Linked DNA regions of Mus musculus: regions 1 and 2 are each linked to region 3. A link is a contact called in public HiChIP or PLAC-seq data. All regions are on one chromosome and are shown on one strand. Each heading gives the region's core, a stretch centred on a gene start, on an enhancer-like site or on the middle of the called end of the contact. The rest is flanking DNA. Distances are from core to core; before and after follow the strand shown.

The links. HiChIP or PLAC-seq counts read pairs in DNA pulled down with a chosen protein or histone mark.
Region 1: a contact with region 3 is called in an H3K27ac HiChIP or PLAC-seq map of microglia, with 4 times the contacts expected there. The contact joins the promoter of Lin37 here to the promoter of Scn1b in region 3. A contact is called at or near these places in 1 of 115 datasets of contacts at active chromatin or transcription factors (microglia) and 1 of 9 other capture datasets (adipose tissue).
Region 2: a FOXA1 HiChIP or PLAC-seq map of pancreatic cancer cells shows a contact between it and region 3. The contact joins the promoter of Sdhaf1 here to the promoter of Scn1b in region 3. A contact is called at or near these places in 2 of 115 datasets of contacts at active chromatin or transcription factors (microglia and pancreatic cancer cells) and 1 of 9 other capture datasets (liver).

Annotation. Positions count from the first base shown.
Region 1 is chr7:30,558,063-30,562,460 of GRCm38.p6, reverse strand. It overlaps Lin37 (lin-37 homolog (C. elegans)), which reads left to right and starts at 2,815. Exons shown (of 9, transcript NM_029377.2): 1 at 2,815-3,019. The coding sequence starts at 2,986. Psenen (presenilin enhancer gamma secretase subunit) reads left to right here. Exons shown (of 4, transcript NM_025498.3): 3 at 33-137; 4 at 327-596. The coding sequence ends at 466.
Region 2 is chr7:30,320,431-30,324,969 of GRCm38.p6, reverse strand. It overlaps Sdhaf1 (succinate dehydrogenase complex assembly factor 1), which reads left to right and starts at 2,595. Exons shown (of 1, transcript NM_001033140.3): 1 at 2,595-3,561. The coding sequence starts at 2,641. The coding sequence ends at 2,997.
Region 3 is chr7:31,124,337-31,129,139 of GRCm38.p6, reverse strand. Scn1b (sodium channel, voltage-gated, type I, beta) reads left to right here and starts at 2,117. Exons shown (of 6, transcript NM_011322.3): 1 at 2,117-2,474; 2 at 3,919-4,085. The coding sequence starts at 2,435.

The sequences.
Region 1 (4,398 bases), core at 1,566-4,065, 570 kb after region 3:
CGTTTGACTAAGTGTGGGTTTCTTTTTCCTAGGTGGATTTGCGTTCCTGCCTTTTCTTTGGTTAGTCAACATTTTCTGGTTCTTCAGAGAGGCGTTCCTCGCCCCAGCCTACACAGAGCAGAGCCAAATCAAAGGCTGTGAGTTCTAGGGCACCAGCAAAAAAAAAAAAAAAAAAGACAGTGGGTGGTTGGGTGGTTTGGAAGGGATGATGGAGGCTCCAGAACTCTAGGAGATCTGTGTCAGAGATGAACGGGCTGTCCTGGGTGGGTCCAGCTCCCCCCAGAGCAGCTGGAGGCCAACTCTCTCACCCTTGTTCTTCACTCTAGATGTTTGGCGCTCAGCTGTGGGCTTCCTCTTCTGGGTGATCATTCTCGCCACCTGGATCACCATCTTCCAGATCTACCGGCCCCGCTGGGGCGCTCTTGGGGACTACCTCTCCTTCACCATTCCCCTGGGCACTCCCTAACAACTTCATAAGCTGCTGATCTGTTCTTTCTCCCAGGATGAAGGCTTCTCTGCTCTAGGCTTTCCCTCAGACCCTGAAGACATCTGTTTCTCATTTCCCATCTGCCCCAATAAAGGACCCTAACTTTAAATATTGAGTTCTTGGGATCTTTCGGAGCCAGAAGGATAAAATGATTGCTAACACTCAAAGGCACTTACTGAATGTGTTACATGTTAGGCTTTGTGCTTTTACCCAGTGTATGAATTTTTATTTATTAACTACTGTTCGTACCTTTCTGAAATAAGAACTTTCCTACTTCGGAAAGAAATGACGCTCCCACTTTGAGGGGCCCCTATCTTGCACTAGTAGTTGTGAATTTAAGATTTATTTACTTTATGTATATGAGGACACCAGTGCTCTCTTCAGAGACTCCAGAAGAGGGCATCTGGGTGTCAGCCACCATGTGGTGGCTGGGATTTGAACTCAGGACCCGTAGAAGAGCAGTCAGTGCTCTTACCCGCTGAGCCACCTCTCCAGCCGGGTAGTTGTGGATTTAAAAACACAACTTTCTGAACTGGAGCAGTAGTTTACTGGCAGTGCACTCTGTTAACATTCCTAGCCTGACAAACCAAGCAAGAAAATCACTTTCTTGTTCTAGGCTTTGGTAGTCTCTGCCAAGGAAGAATTCACATTTCTCCCTCTAAGGGAGGTGTCTTATCCAGGAGCTTCCTTAGGACAGCTTCCTTGACTTTCCTATTCTTTATTCTTGTTGTTGTTGTTTTGTTTGTTTTTTTTTTTTTTTTTTTGGTTTTTCGAGACAGGGTTTCTCTGTGTAGCCCTCGCCATCCTGGAACTCACTCTGTAGACCAGGCTGGCCTCGAACTCAGAAATCCACCTGCCTCTGCCTCCCGAGTGCTGGGATTAAAGGCGTGCGCCGCCACCACCCAGCCTATTCTTTATTCTTGATTTAGTTTTGTGTGTGTGTGTGTGTGTACTTTTATGTAGTGCCCATGGGAACCAGAAGAGGACATCAGCATCCTCTAGAACTGCAATTATACATGGTTGTTAGACACCATGTGAATCCCCTTAACTACTGCGCTCAACAAGTGAGCAAGCCCTTTCTCTGGCATCTTGATCTTCTCATTTAAAATTTCATGGCCAGTCAGTGGTGGTGCACGTCTTTTATCCCAGCACTTGGGAGGCAGAGGCAGGCAGATTTCTGAGTTCGAGGCCAGCCTGGTCTACAAAGTGAGTTCCAGGACAGCCAGGGCTACACAGAGAAACCCTGTCTCAAAAATAAATAAATAAATATTTCATGATTTTGGTGGCTTATGTCTGAAACCACAGCACTTGGGAAGCAGAGGCATGGTGGATTTCTGTGACTTCCAGGCCAGCTGGGGTTTGTAGTGATACCCTGTGTCAACATAATTTCAGCAAAGAGTCTAGTGAGATAACTCAATGGTAGGGACACTTGCTGCCAGTCATGACCTGCGTTTGATCCTCAAATCCTGTAAGTGATCTGACTGCTACAGGTGTGCCCCACCCCCCAATAAGTTAAGAAAAGCATATACCCAACAGGTTGTTGTGTTAATCACACACTGGGGAGGCTGAGGCAGGAGGCCTTCCGGGAGTTCAGAGACAGCTTGGGTCACATACATAATGAGCTTCAGGCTAGACTGAGCCAGAGTGAGGCAATAAATAAATAATGATAAAGTCTCAGTCCCCACTTTGATGTTCCCTATTGAGTATTTTTACATATTTGTGTGTTCCCATTACATTTCACTTAGAATTTTTGGCTTGTTTATTGACTATCGTCTATCCTCTACACGATAAGACACATTCTCAGCAAGGATTTTTGCCTGTTTTGCTCGTTAAAGCGTCCTCACTATGTGGATGAGTACCCAGCGCTTTTAGTATTTAAATGAAAGAGAGTTAGCTGAGAAATACACCTAGCGAGCTCTCTGTCAGAAAGGATCCAGTCCGTCTCCAGAATGATCTTCCTGTGAAGGATGTCAGTGACTATGATAGTTACTTAGGAGCTGGAAATAGGTTTAGTGGCAATACTAAAATATAACACTACAAATCCCGAAAAGCCTTGGGATGTCTGAGTCTTTGCTTCCCATAGTGCTCCTTGCGGCGCAGGCGCATTACCTCCGTCTTGAGCCTCGGAAGTTTGAATCACAACCCCCACCTCCGCCCCCCAGGTGCCTGGCTTGTCGTTGGTTTGTTTCCGGATACAGGGCCTCGGGAAGGTGGAGCCTAAGGCTGGGAGCCAATAGTACAGGCTGTCAATTGGCCAGCAAATGAAATTGACGTTTTCATCAACTAGTGGGAAAAAGCAGTTGCCAAAGGGTCCCGCCTACAGAAGGGGAAGAAGGGAAGTGGCCGCCAAGGCAGTCGCGGCTGGACAGTGCTCAGGCCCGAGGACCAGTGGTGCCCAGACTTACCTTTGACCTTTCCCTGCCCGCCTTCCGCCTAGCTTTTGAACCACACCTCCTCCAAGTTTTTCTGATCCAGCGCATTAGACCTGCACCCAAATCATGTTCCCGGTAAAGGTGAAAGTGGAGAAATCAGGTGAGGACTGGGGATCCAGGAGAGATATGTTAATAGTGAAAAAGCGGAGTACGCGACATCTCTCTGCAGCCCATATGACAGGATCCTCTAAAAAGGGTCCTTTTCTTTTTCTACCTCACTTTCCCCATTTCTGACAGTGGGCATGAGTCATCAATTGTGGAGTGTCCCTGAATCAATCCTCACTGGCTGTGCATTCCAATAACGCTAGGGTGTAGGGTGATAAATAGACAAGGTGGGAGGAGTGGCAGGGTGTAGGAAGGAAGCGGGCAGCAGAGCAGCTAGGGCGACTGCAGCCGTGAGGAAACGGAGGCAGAGAGATGGGAGGGGAGGAGGACAGATCTGTGGGTTCTGGGAAGGGACTTTCGACTTTTCCTTTGAGGGAAGTGGGTAGTCTAGGGAGGTTTTTGAAGAAGGAGTGAGTTGGTAAAGGTACACCCCAAAGTGCAAAAAAACAAACAAACAACAACAACAAAGCTTGAGTGGACATCCTCAGAGATGCAGTGAGTGGAGAGAGGGCTGTTCGTGTTGGCAGCTGCCTTTATTCCCAGGGCATGGAGAACAGAGACAAACGGATCTCTGAAGTCAAGGCCAGTTTGACCTACTTAGCAAACAACATGCCAACCCAAGGCTATATAGTGAAGAACTGGGGGTGGGAGGAGAGAAATATATATAGTGGAGGGAGCCTCACTACAACTATGCAGGTAGGACAAGGGTGGGTTTGGAAACGCCAGACTGAGTACAGACCCCATTTTCTGGAGTCAGGATTGAAGACTCCTTGAGGGTTCTGTGCTGGAGAAGATCAAAGCCACGTTGTGTTGTCTGTCTGTCTTTGTATTTTTTCTTTCTTTTGCTTATTGTTTGAGAGAGGATCTTTCATTGCTGAGGCTGACCTTGAAACTCTTGATCCTCCTACCTCAGCCTCCAGAGTGCTGGGATAGCAGACATATGCTATTATGCCCAGTAGGCTTGGCTTTCTTTTAGGAAGGTTCTTTTGTCTGCATTATAAAAGGAGGTGGATCAGAAAAGATGACAGAGGCTAGGCGCTGGGTGGGAGGAAAAGGCGAGGTAGGGAGGGGATATATTGACAGACTCCCACAAGCCAAGTGAGCTGAGACTGGGGCTGGGAAAGGAGTGCCCACAGCGAGTCAGGAGCCTGTGGGCCAGCTAGTCACGCCTCATGGGAGAATCCAGGGAGTGGAGTGGGTTTCGAGGAGACCTCAGTGGGAATACCCTAAGGGCTGTCCATGGAAGGTGTCCAGATCCTAGATTCCTGAGTAGGTGTTGGAGAGAAAGAGCAGTGGTAGCAGCTGTGCCCTTGGCCCCGCCTAAGGCTCTGTCACCCTGGTTCTGTCTTTAGTTGGTCTCTCCACTGAGTGGCA
Region 2 (4,539 bases), core at 1,346-3,845, 800 kb after region 3:
ATCCAAAGTGCTCTTAAGCCATCTCTCCAGTCTTCCTCCTCCTAAGACGGGGTCTTAGGTAGCCCAGGCTGGCCTTGAACTCCCAATCTTCCTGTCTTCACCTGGAAAATGGTGGGATCGCAGGCATGTGCCACGATGCCTGGAAGAGCTTTCTGATGTGGGTCTGGCTATGCTCCCCAGTGGCAGAGTCATAAGCTGACTCCCACCTAAACACAAGGTGGAGGGGGTGTGCACACAGAGGGATTGGGCCTCTTCCAACTACACAAGCCAGAAATGGCACAAATCACTGCCTTCCACTTCCCACACATCAACACTTTGTAGAGCTTTATCATCTGACTACAAAGGAGATGGAGGGTACATCTTTAACATAGCAGTCAGGTGCACAGCTAAACATCCTCATTCTGGGGGGGATGGGAGGTGGAGATTTGAAGATAGCGACAGCTTGATTCACAGACCCCTGTTGTGTCTGCGGGGCACAGGTGCAGCCACCATTCCAAGTTCCTACAGTTTGGCAGTCCTGGTGGGGAGCCAGCATTTCTGTCTCAGTTTGAGCAAAAGTCTCAGGGCTGATCCTCATTGTCCCAAAGCTATTTTCCTATCTCTAAACCAATCACATTAGCTGGCTGATGGGACAGGTCTTGGGACATCAGTCCACATCTGGAAGCAGAGAGAAAGTATGTCACTTAGGAAAGCCCCACAAACTGAGAGCAAGACTAGTTCCCCAAAGGCAGATGGAGGGGTTCCAGGTCAGAAAGTCTTAGGGAGAGCAGGGACAGGGGGGACAGTATGTGTTTCAAGTTTTGTGACTCTCGAGGCCACAGGAAAATAAAACAAGCCTGTTAGATGAAGTTGTCTTAGAGGTAAAGAGCCACTTGATAGGAAATGAACGGAAGTTTAAAACCCAGAGGGAGCCTGAGAATCAAGAGGATTCAGTAAGAGGAGCAAGCTGAAAGAAGACATATCTGCACTGGTGTGGCCATCATACAGTTGACAGCACTGACCACTTCAGAATCTTTTTGCTGTTTTTGTTTTGAGGGAAGAGTATGGCTATGTATCCAGACTGGAATAACAGGTACAGCACCACAAGCTGGTTTTATTCAATGTCGGATCAAACCCAGGGTTTCATAAATGCTAAGCAAGCAAGCACTCTGGAATGGAAGATACATCTCTGGCCCTGTACAGCATAAATCATAGAAAACAAACAATTAAACATTAAAGTATGTAGAGTTGTTCCTGGCATAAAGTAAGAGTTCAGCAAACAACTTAGATGGAAAAATAATAAGACGGGGTTTGGGAGTTTGGGGGAGGGGTTGTTTTGTTTTGTGTTTCAAGACAGGGTTTTCCTGGCTGTCCTTGAACTCACTCTGTAGACCAGGCTAGCCTTGAACTCAGAGATGTCTGCCTCTGCCTCCCAGGTGTTGGGATTAAATGTCTGCACCACCAGGTAAAACAGATTATTATTAAGACATAGATAAGAAAGATGAGACAGATTCATTTAAGTTGTTTACTGAACATTGACTAAAACTCCAATCCCCTAAATTCCCTCCAGCTCACTAGCTTCCCTCCCCCAGATACTTACTCATTCCCACTATCCTGATATTCACACTGTTCTCTCTACACTCTCTCCTCCTTCTGTTTTCTCTGTTCACTATCTCCTGCTATTACGTTTTAAACCTGACAATAGTTCTGCTATACTGCCTCAACCTTCATTTTGTAGCTCATGACCTTAGTCTGACCTAATGTTCTTTGACTATAACATCATGTTGCTGTATGGAGCCTCGAGACCTATGGAAATTCCCTAGACTTCCTGCCTCTAGACCCAGCCAATCAGCTTAAAGGTCATACAGTACGGCTTTGTCTAGATAGCCAAATGCACCTGTTCGTGGGTTTTCCCATATAAAAACTGGCCCTGAAAACTGGCTAGGGTGTGCATCCCTGATTAATCAGTGTTGATATGTGTGTTCAGTAAACCGTTCCGATACCCTACTGACATTGGTGTCTCCCAGTGGTTTGTGTGGCTAATCCTTAACTTCAACAATATTCTCTCCCCTCTCGCAGACAGCCCTGGCTATGCAGTCTACTTCCTCTCTATTTTGGACTCTTCTAGATGCCTCTGGCTGTCCTCTCTCTCATATCTACAAACAAACAAAAAGTTTTCGCTTGGCCGTACCACGGAGCGGTCATGTCGTCAGTTTATGCACGTTCCAGCCCCCAAAATAGTAAAGATCTTTTTAAAAACTGCTCATCCCTTCCCAATATCCCTCTGCCTTCTGGTGAGCCCCGGGTTCGATCCCTTCGCTCTCAATCTTCCGAGGGCTCAGAACTATCTCCTCCTACACTCTTTCCAGAGTCTAACCGCTTAGGCCCTTCCCCATGCTTCCACTCAAGTTCAGAAATATCCAGGACTGTAAGGCACTCAAAAACTACTCTTTAGAGTGGCCCGGAGCACCAGAGACTCCGCCCACTTCCAGAGCCAGCCAAGATGTACTGCAGTACTGGCCAATCAGATGCGGCAGCGCCGGTGAGCAGGAGGCGGGACTTCTGGCAGACGTGCCAGTAGCCCTGCCCGTTAGCTTCTCAGCACTGTGTGTCGGGGCGGTCCTTCCGGCCAGTGTGGGGCCTCACCGCGACGCCGCGGTCATGAGCCGGCCCAGCCGGTTGCAGAGGCAAGTTCTGAGCCTGTACCGCGAGCTGCTGCGCGCCGGGCGCGGGACGCCGGGCGCCGAGGCGCGGGTGCGGGCCGAGTTCCGGCAGCACGCCAGCCTTCCGCGAACCGACGTGCTGCGTATCGAGTATCTGTATCGCCGGGGTCGGCGCCAGCTACAGCTGCTGCGTTCGGGCCACGCCACGGCCATGGGTACCTTCGTGCGCCCGCGGGGTCCGGCTGAAGAGCCCGGCGACGCGACAGCCCCGGGGACCAGGCTGGATGATGGTGGTGCCCCAAAGAATTCTTGTGAAGATACAGGGGCGCGGGAGACGCGATCCGATGGACGGTGACAGACAGACCTAGAGGAAGGTTCCTTCTGACAGTTTGGGGAGGATCGTGAACTCATCTAAATGGAAGCTGAGATGTCTTGAGAGATAACCGAATTTTCCCGATGCATAGTGAGAGATCAGACACTCCCTCACCAAGGAGGTTCCGGGCATTCTGTGGCACTGGCGGACTGCATAAGACATGCTGTGATACACCAACCCAAAGTCAAAGAGAGAGCACAGGCGCACTTTCTCCTCCCATCGGGGCCGTGGCACCTCTTGACAGACAGCTCTCTTGACTTCTTAAGAACACACCCACCTCCTCACTCCCCGCCCCTTGCTGTTTTTAACGTGGAGAAGACAGACTTTTTGCCGCGCTCGTTTAATAGAATACCCTGATGAACCGTGAGAAACTTGGCAGTCTGACTCGTTGTGAAGAACCGGGTTCATGAGGGAGATTACACTAGCTCATCTCAGCTGATGAGCCTGAGACTCTTGGAGAATCCCTAGTCCCTACTCCTGTTAGTCCTCAGGATTCTTGCATAAAGGAAATAAAAGTGAGGTGTGCTCACTTCCTTGTTGTCTTAACAATCTTGTTGATTCTTTTATTAGGGGTCTTTGCTTTTTCTTTTGAGACAGAGTCTTGTTATATAATATAGCCTAGGCTGGTCTCAGCATTCACCTCCTTCAGACTCAGCCTTCTAAACTCTGAGATTATAGGCATGTACGGCCATGCCAAGGTTGAAGAGGCAGGTGGGAGCAAAGGGGACCCAGCTAAGGCTTGGTGTGTGACAGAAAAAGATTCTGTGACACTTTTTACATAAGACTTTGACCTCACTTGCGTAACCCCATCACAGGAGGCTAGCTCTCTGCTCATCTCTCAGCTTCAGTTTTATTTAGCAAGGTGATCCTGGTTGCTTTAGTTTTTGTTCTTTTTAAGACATGGACTCACTTAACCCAGGCAGGCCTCAAACTGGTCATGTAAGGGATAATGGCCTGCAACTCCTCCCTTCTCCTCCAGATCACAGGCATGTTCTACCACAACATATGTTTGTTGTTTGTTCTGTTTGTGGCCTTGTGCTTGCCAAGCAAGTGCAATAACCACAAGGATTCACCTGCAGCCCCGAGGTGACCCTGTTAATCATGGTGCCATCTCAACTCCAGAGTTATGGAAGTAACTACAGAAGACCTACTGAACCTGTGCCCTTTACATACCCCAGCCTCCGTCTCTTCCTGGCTCCAGGGGCCTGAGCTACATAGAGTGACCTTGTCTCAAACAAAAAAAGAAGAAAGAAAAGGAGGGAAAAAGGGCCAGAGAGATGGTTCAGCGGATAAAGGAACTTGGTGACAAGTCTGACTAGCTGAGCTCAAATCCTAGGGACCGCACAGGAGAAGATGAGAACTAACAGCAATTTGTCTGATGTCCATCTGCCTGTGCACACACACATTGATAGAAAGATAAATGCATAGATAGATGTATTTAGGAAGACAGACCATAATGAGAGATTCCCTGACACACCCCTTAGCTCCAGGTTTGCACTAACTTATGTGGGCTCTTCTAGAAGC
Region 3 (4,803 bases), core at 868-3,367:
GACATCTCCAGATTTAACTTTTTGTTTTAGATTTATTATTTATTCTTTGTGTGTATGGATGAGTATTTTGCCTGCATGGGTGTTTGTGGACCATGTCCTCAGAACTGGATCCCCCTAGAACTGAAGCTCTTTGAGTGGTTGGGAACCACCCTGTGAGTGCTGGAAACCGAACCTGGGTCCTCTGCAAGAGCAGCAAATGCTCTTAACCACTGAACCATCTTTCTAGCCCCTGATGTTCACATTTATACACAGGATGCCATCCCTCCCCAAACCAGGTGCCTCCCCGCCAACCATCTGTGGTACTAGTAGATCCCAACCACGCCCTCCTCCAAACCCTGGGCTGAGAGAGGTCTGTCTGGGTAGAAGGACCTTTGGAAGGGCACATGCCAAGTTGTGGAGTGGGAGGATTGGGTGGAAGCAGGAGCAAGCAAAGGGCAAACCCTGCCCTCCCGCCACCACAGCTGTGTGATTAGGCTGCCACCCGTGCTGCAGCTCGCTCCTCATACCTGCCAACGGGGCAGAAGGACAGCACCTTGGAGTAAGAAGAAATCAGTTCATCAGAGTAAAAGGCTGCTCTGCCTCTACCACAGCAGGGCTCCTCTTGTAGGGCTGTGAAGAGGTGCCCCTGTGTCCATTGCTAAGGTCTGTCCTCTCTGCACCTCCTCCTCCCAGCCCCCACCAGAGCCACAGGAGCTGGGAAAGGGTTATTTTCTGCACAAGGAATTTCGCGGCTTGGCTTAGGAGGTGCTGGCGCAAAAGCCCAGACCACAAAGGTGTCTGGTGTCCCTGGCTCCTGGCCGCTAGGTCCTGGACCTGCCCCACACTGGGGCTTCACTGGGGCTTTATTTCATGCTGAACTGGAAGCTAGGACAGGGCCAGCCAACCCCTGCCAAGAGTCTCTCTCCCACCTTGGTCCTGGTGGCCCTTTAACGATCCTAGCAGAAGTTAAGGTGCTAGGGACCTGTTTGGGACACAGGTCAGTGCCCTCACCCAGGGGGTGAGGTACACACAACAAACAGACAAATCATATAAAAGAATACGAACGTGGTGTGGTGGTACATACTGAAGCAGGAGACCACCAGTTAGAAGTCAGCATGGTCTACATAGTGAGATCCTGTCTCCAAAGTTAAACATATAGGACTCACTCCCCCCCCCCCAAGTTGCCCTCTGACCTTCATATGTATGCCTCGGAATTGGTGTATGGTCTCACACATACAGAGTAAGTAAAATATAATAAAAACCAAAACAAACCCCCATAATGTTAGGTACTGACAGCTGTTCTGACAAAGTAAATAAGAGCCAAGATGATGTAGTCAGTGTGGAGAAAGGCAGATTACTCAAAATGGGCACAGAAAATACTGTGAAGGTGACATTGGAGCCCTGGGCTTCAGCACAATCAGCCCTTCCATCACCTGGGGATAGTAGGCGGGGTCGGGGTGGGGGGTGTCCAGGCAGAATGGAAGTAGGGCAAAAGCCCTGAAGCAGTGATGAGCTGGTGTGCTGGGGGTGGAGGAACGGTGGACGATGGAGTGGGAGGAGAGCTGAGAAGATGACGTCAGAGTAGCAGCGGGGGATCGCGGGAATGGCCCCTTTGAAATCCCGCACCTCCGACCCCCAGAGCTGTGGGATGCCAAGGTACCCTTTTGGCTTGGATAAGGTCTACAGGTTTCTATGTATACCTAGCTTGACCCTTTCACTCCGCCATGCCCTCTTAGGTCCTGAGATCTCCAGTCCGAGGGATCTCAGGTGTCATAAGTAGGTCTCTGGGATGTCTCAGCCTTATCTCCCCAAGAACTGGATAAGGTTAACCTCTATAATTAGGAAGACGGAAATTGGTCCCTCAAACTGTCCTCCAAGTCCTCTTGGGTGTCTAGAGATGACCTTTCTCAGAAGAGGAAGAGGAAAGGGTTCCGACACCCCCAGAGAGTCTGGTGAAGCCGGAATGACCTAGACCATGCAACGGGTGTGCAGAAGCCACGAAGCCACCGGAGAGGCCGGTGCCCGGGCGCCTCCCGGGCCGCTGCGGCAAAGGCTGGGCGGCCGCGCCCTCCCCCCGCGGTGATTCATCCCGCCCCCTCCCGCTCCCTCCTCCCTCCTCCGTCTCCCTCCTCCCTCCCGGGCCGCCGCTGCAGTGCGCAGGAGCCCGCGGTCCGCACCCCAGCGCCGGGAGCCCGAGCGCGAGCAACGTCCGGAGCCAGGCAGGGGTCGCCGCAGCCTGGATGCGCCCTGTGGCGCGCGCGCACGCAGCATCCCGAGCCTCCCGCCGCGCGGCGGGGATGCCTGCTCTCCGAGCCCCGGGGCTGGGCCCCCGGCGGTAACCGGAGCGGGGGGGCGCGCCCCCCCAGCAGCAGCTGCCGCGCCCGCGCCCGGGCCAGTCGCCGCCGGGGCCCATCGCCTGTCGCCGCGCTCTGCGCACCCACCGCCTTGCGCGGCCATGGGGACGCTGCTGGCTCTCGTGGTGGGCGCGGCGCTGGGTGAGTGTTGCTGGGGGACACGCGCCGTCGGCGCTCGGGACGCCCCCCGCCCAAGTGGCCGGAGCCGCGCCAAGTCCCGGCCTGGGAAGTTGTGCGGGGTGCGAGGTCGTTGGGGTCGCGGGACCCTGGACGGCACAGAAGGATCGTGGAGATGCAAGGGTTTCTCGGGGGGGTGTGGAGGGACACTTGGTACAGAGGTGCCGCCGCGGGCGCCGGGCCGGGGGCGAGGAGACGCGGAGTCAGCTGCTTGCAGAGCCCCGCAGGCTGCAATGTGACACCCACAGCCGCGTGAGGGGTGGGGGAAGGCAGCGCCTGGGACTGGGGCCCGAAACGAACCGGGAGGCATGGATACCGAGTGAGGACTCCGGGCATGCCCTGGACGTGGAGGTAAACTGAGAGACAGACTGGGGCAGACAGGGACATTGGAGGGAGAGAGTTAGGAACCGGAGCCAGGAACAGAGAAACTTGAGAGCAGCAGAAAGATCTGGAGAGACCAGGAAGGGATGGAGATAGAGAGGCAGTCCCAGGAACAGAATGCCTGCCAGATGGAGTTTAAAACAACAACAGTAATAGTAATGGCGAGACATACAGTGGTGGGAAAACGACGGAATACAGCCCTGCTGGGATCTTCAGAGACCTTTAGGAGGAATAAACATGGGGGAGACTGGAGCAAACGGGAAGGTGAACCAGAAGCCTTGAAGACTAAGAGATCAGGAGGTTGGGGGTTGGGGAGACAAGGAAAAGACCCAGAGCTAAAGTTGGTGACATGACTTATACAGTTAGTGTGTGGTGGGACACAAGAGGTGGCAGGTAAGTGGGTGAAAGAGGGACCAGAGGCCTCTAACCCAGTGGTGAAGCAAAGAACTTTTAACTTGGGGTGAAGGTCTTGAAGCGAGGAAGTGAGTCTGCGGAAGAGGGGACAGGGCAAGATGGTGAAGATCGGGAGGGGATGGATTCCAACACAGAAGCTAGGGGAAGAAAGAAACAGAGCTAGAGTGAACCCCCTCACCCAACCTTCCTATCTCTCAACCCACGACTGGCTCTGCAGACCTCTTTCATGGTGGGAGTGACATTTAATGCTAGAGCCACCACTTAGAAGGCTGTTGGCTTTTTGAGGACCTGGGCACTTCAGTGGAGTTACTCACCACAGTGACATCCTCTTTCCCAGGGCCTCCAGTGTGTGTATTCTACTTAGCAACTACTGGGAATAAAGATGACAGATTCTTCCACCTAACAGGCTAGGGGAAAGGCAGGTGGAAAACTGAGGCTCTCAGGAGATGGGTGACTCGTCAAGGTCACACAGGGAGTGAGAAGCAGGGACAGGTTTGGCATCCACTGTTGGTAATAAGGGTGGAGAGGAAACAGATGGTTTCCGTGGGGCAGCAAGCCCGGTGTTGCCTCGGGTGGCAGGCGCCTCGATAACCGGAGTCCACTGTGTCCGCAGTATCCTCAGCCTGGGGGGGCTGCGTGGAGGTGGATTCCGATACCGAGGCTGTGTATGGGATGACCTTCAAAATCCTGTGCATCTCCTGTAAGCGTCGTAGTGAGACCACCGCCGAAACCTTCACGGAGTGGACCTTCCGCCAGAAGGGGACAGAGGAATTTGTCAAGGTGTGTGGGTGCCTAGGCTGGGCTAGCACACAGGTATGGGGTGGAGCCAGCAGCACTGGGTCTCAGGGTTGTTTGTTTGCTTGGGTATTGCTTTTAGTGCTGTTGAGAAAGGGTGTTGCTAAGTAGCTTGGTCTGGTTTCTAACTCTTGTCAATCCTCTTGCCTCGGCTTCTTGAGTGCTGGGATTACAGACATGCGATTGGCTTGTCTGAGTGCATTGCTAATGATGAGGATGTGATACGCTGGATGACCTGGATTTAGAGCACCACAGACTGCTGACCACCTTAGGCAAGGCACAGAGCACATGTCCCCAGTGAGGGGGCATGGTCGCTACTCCATAATTTTAGGTCACTACATTTATTTTTAGAGTATGTGTGTGTGTGTACATGCCATGGCGTGTGTATGGAGGTTAGAAGACAAGTTGAAGAAGTCCATTCTGTCATTTCACCACACGGGTCCTAAGGATCGAAGCCAGGCTGCCAGAGTGGTGGCAAGCACCTTCACTTGCTAAGCCATCTCGCTGGCTTCAACTCCCTAGGTCTGTGTGAGGGCTGAATGAGTTGATGCAGCTGGCATTATGGCTGGTAGGGGGGAAAATGTCAAAAAATGTCACTGGAATTACTTGGCACCAGCAAAAATGTCTTGGACAGCCATAGAGCAAAATCAAAGAGTAGAAGCTTTTTTTTTTTTTTGGTTTTGGTTTTGGTTTTGGTTTTTGG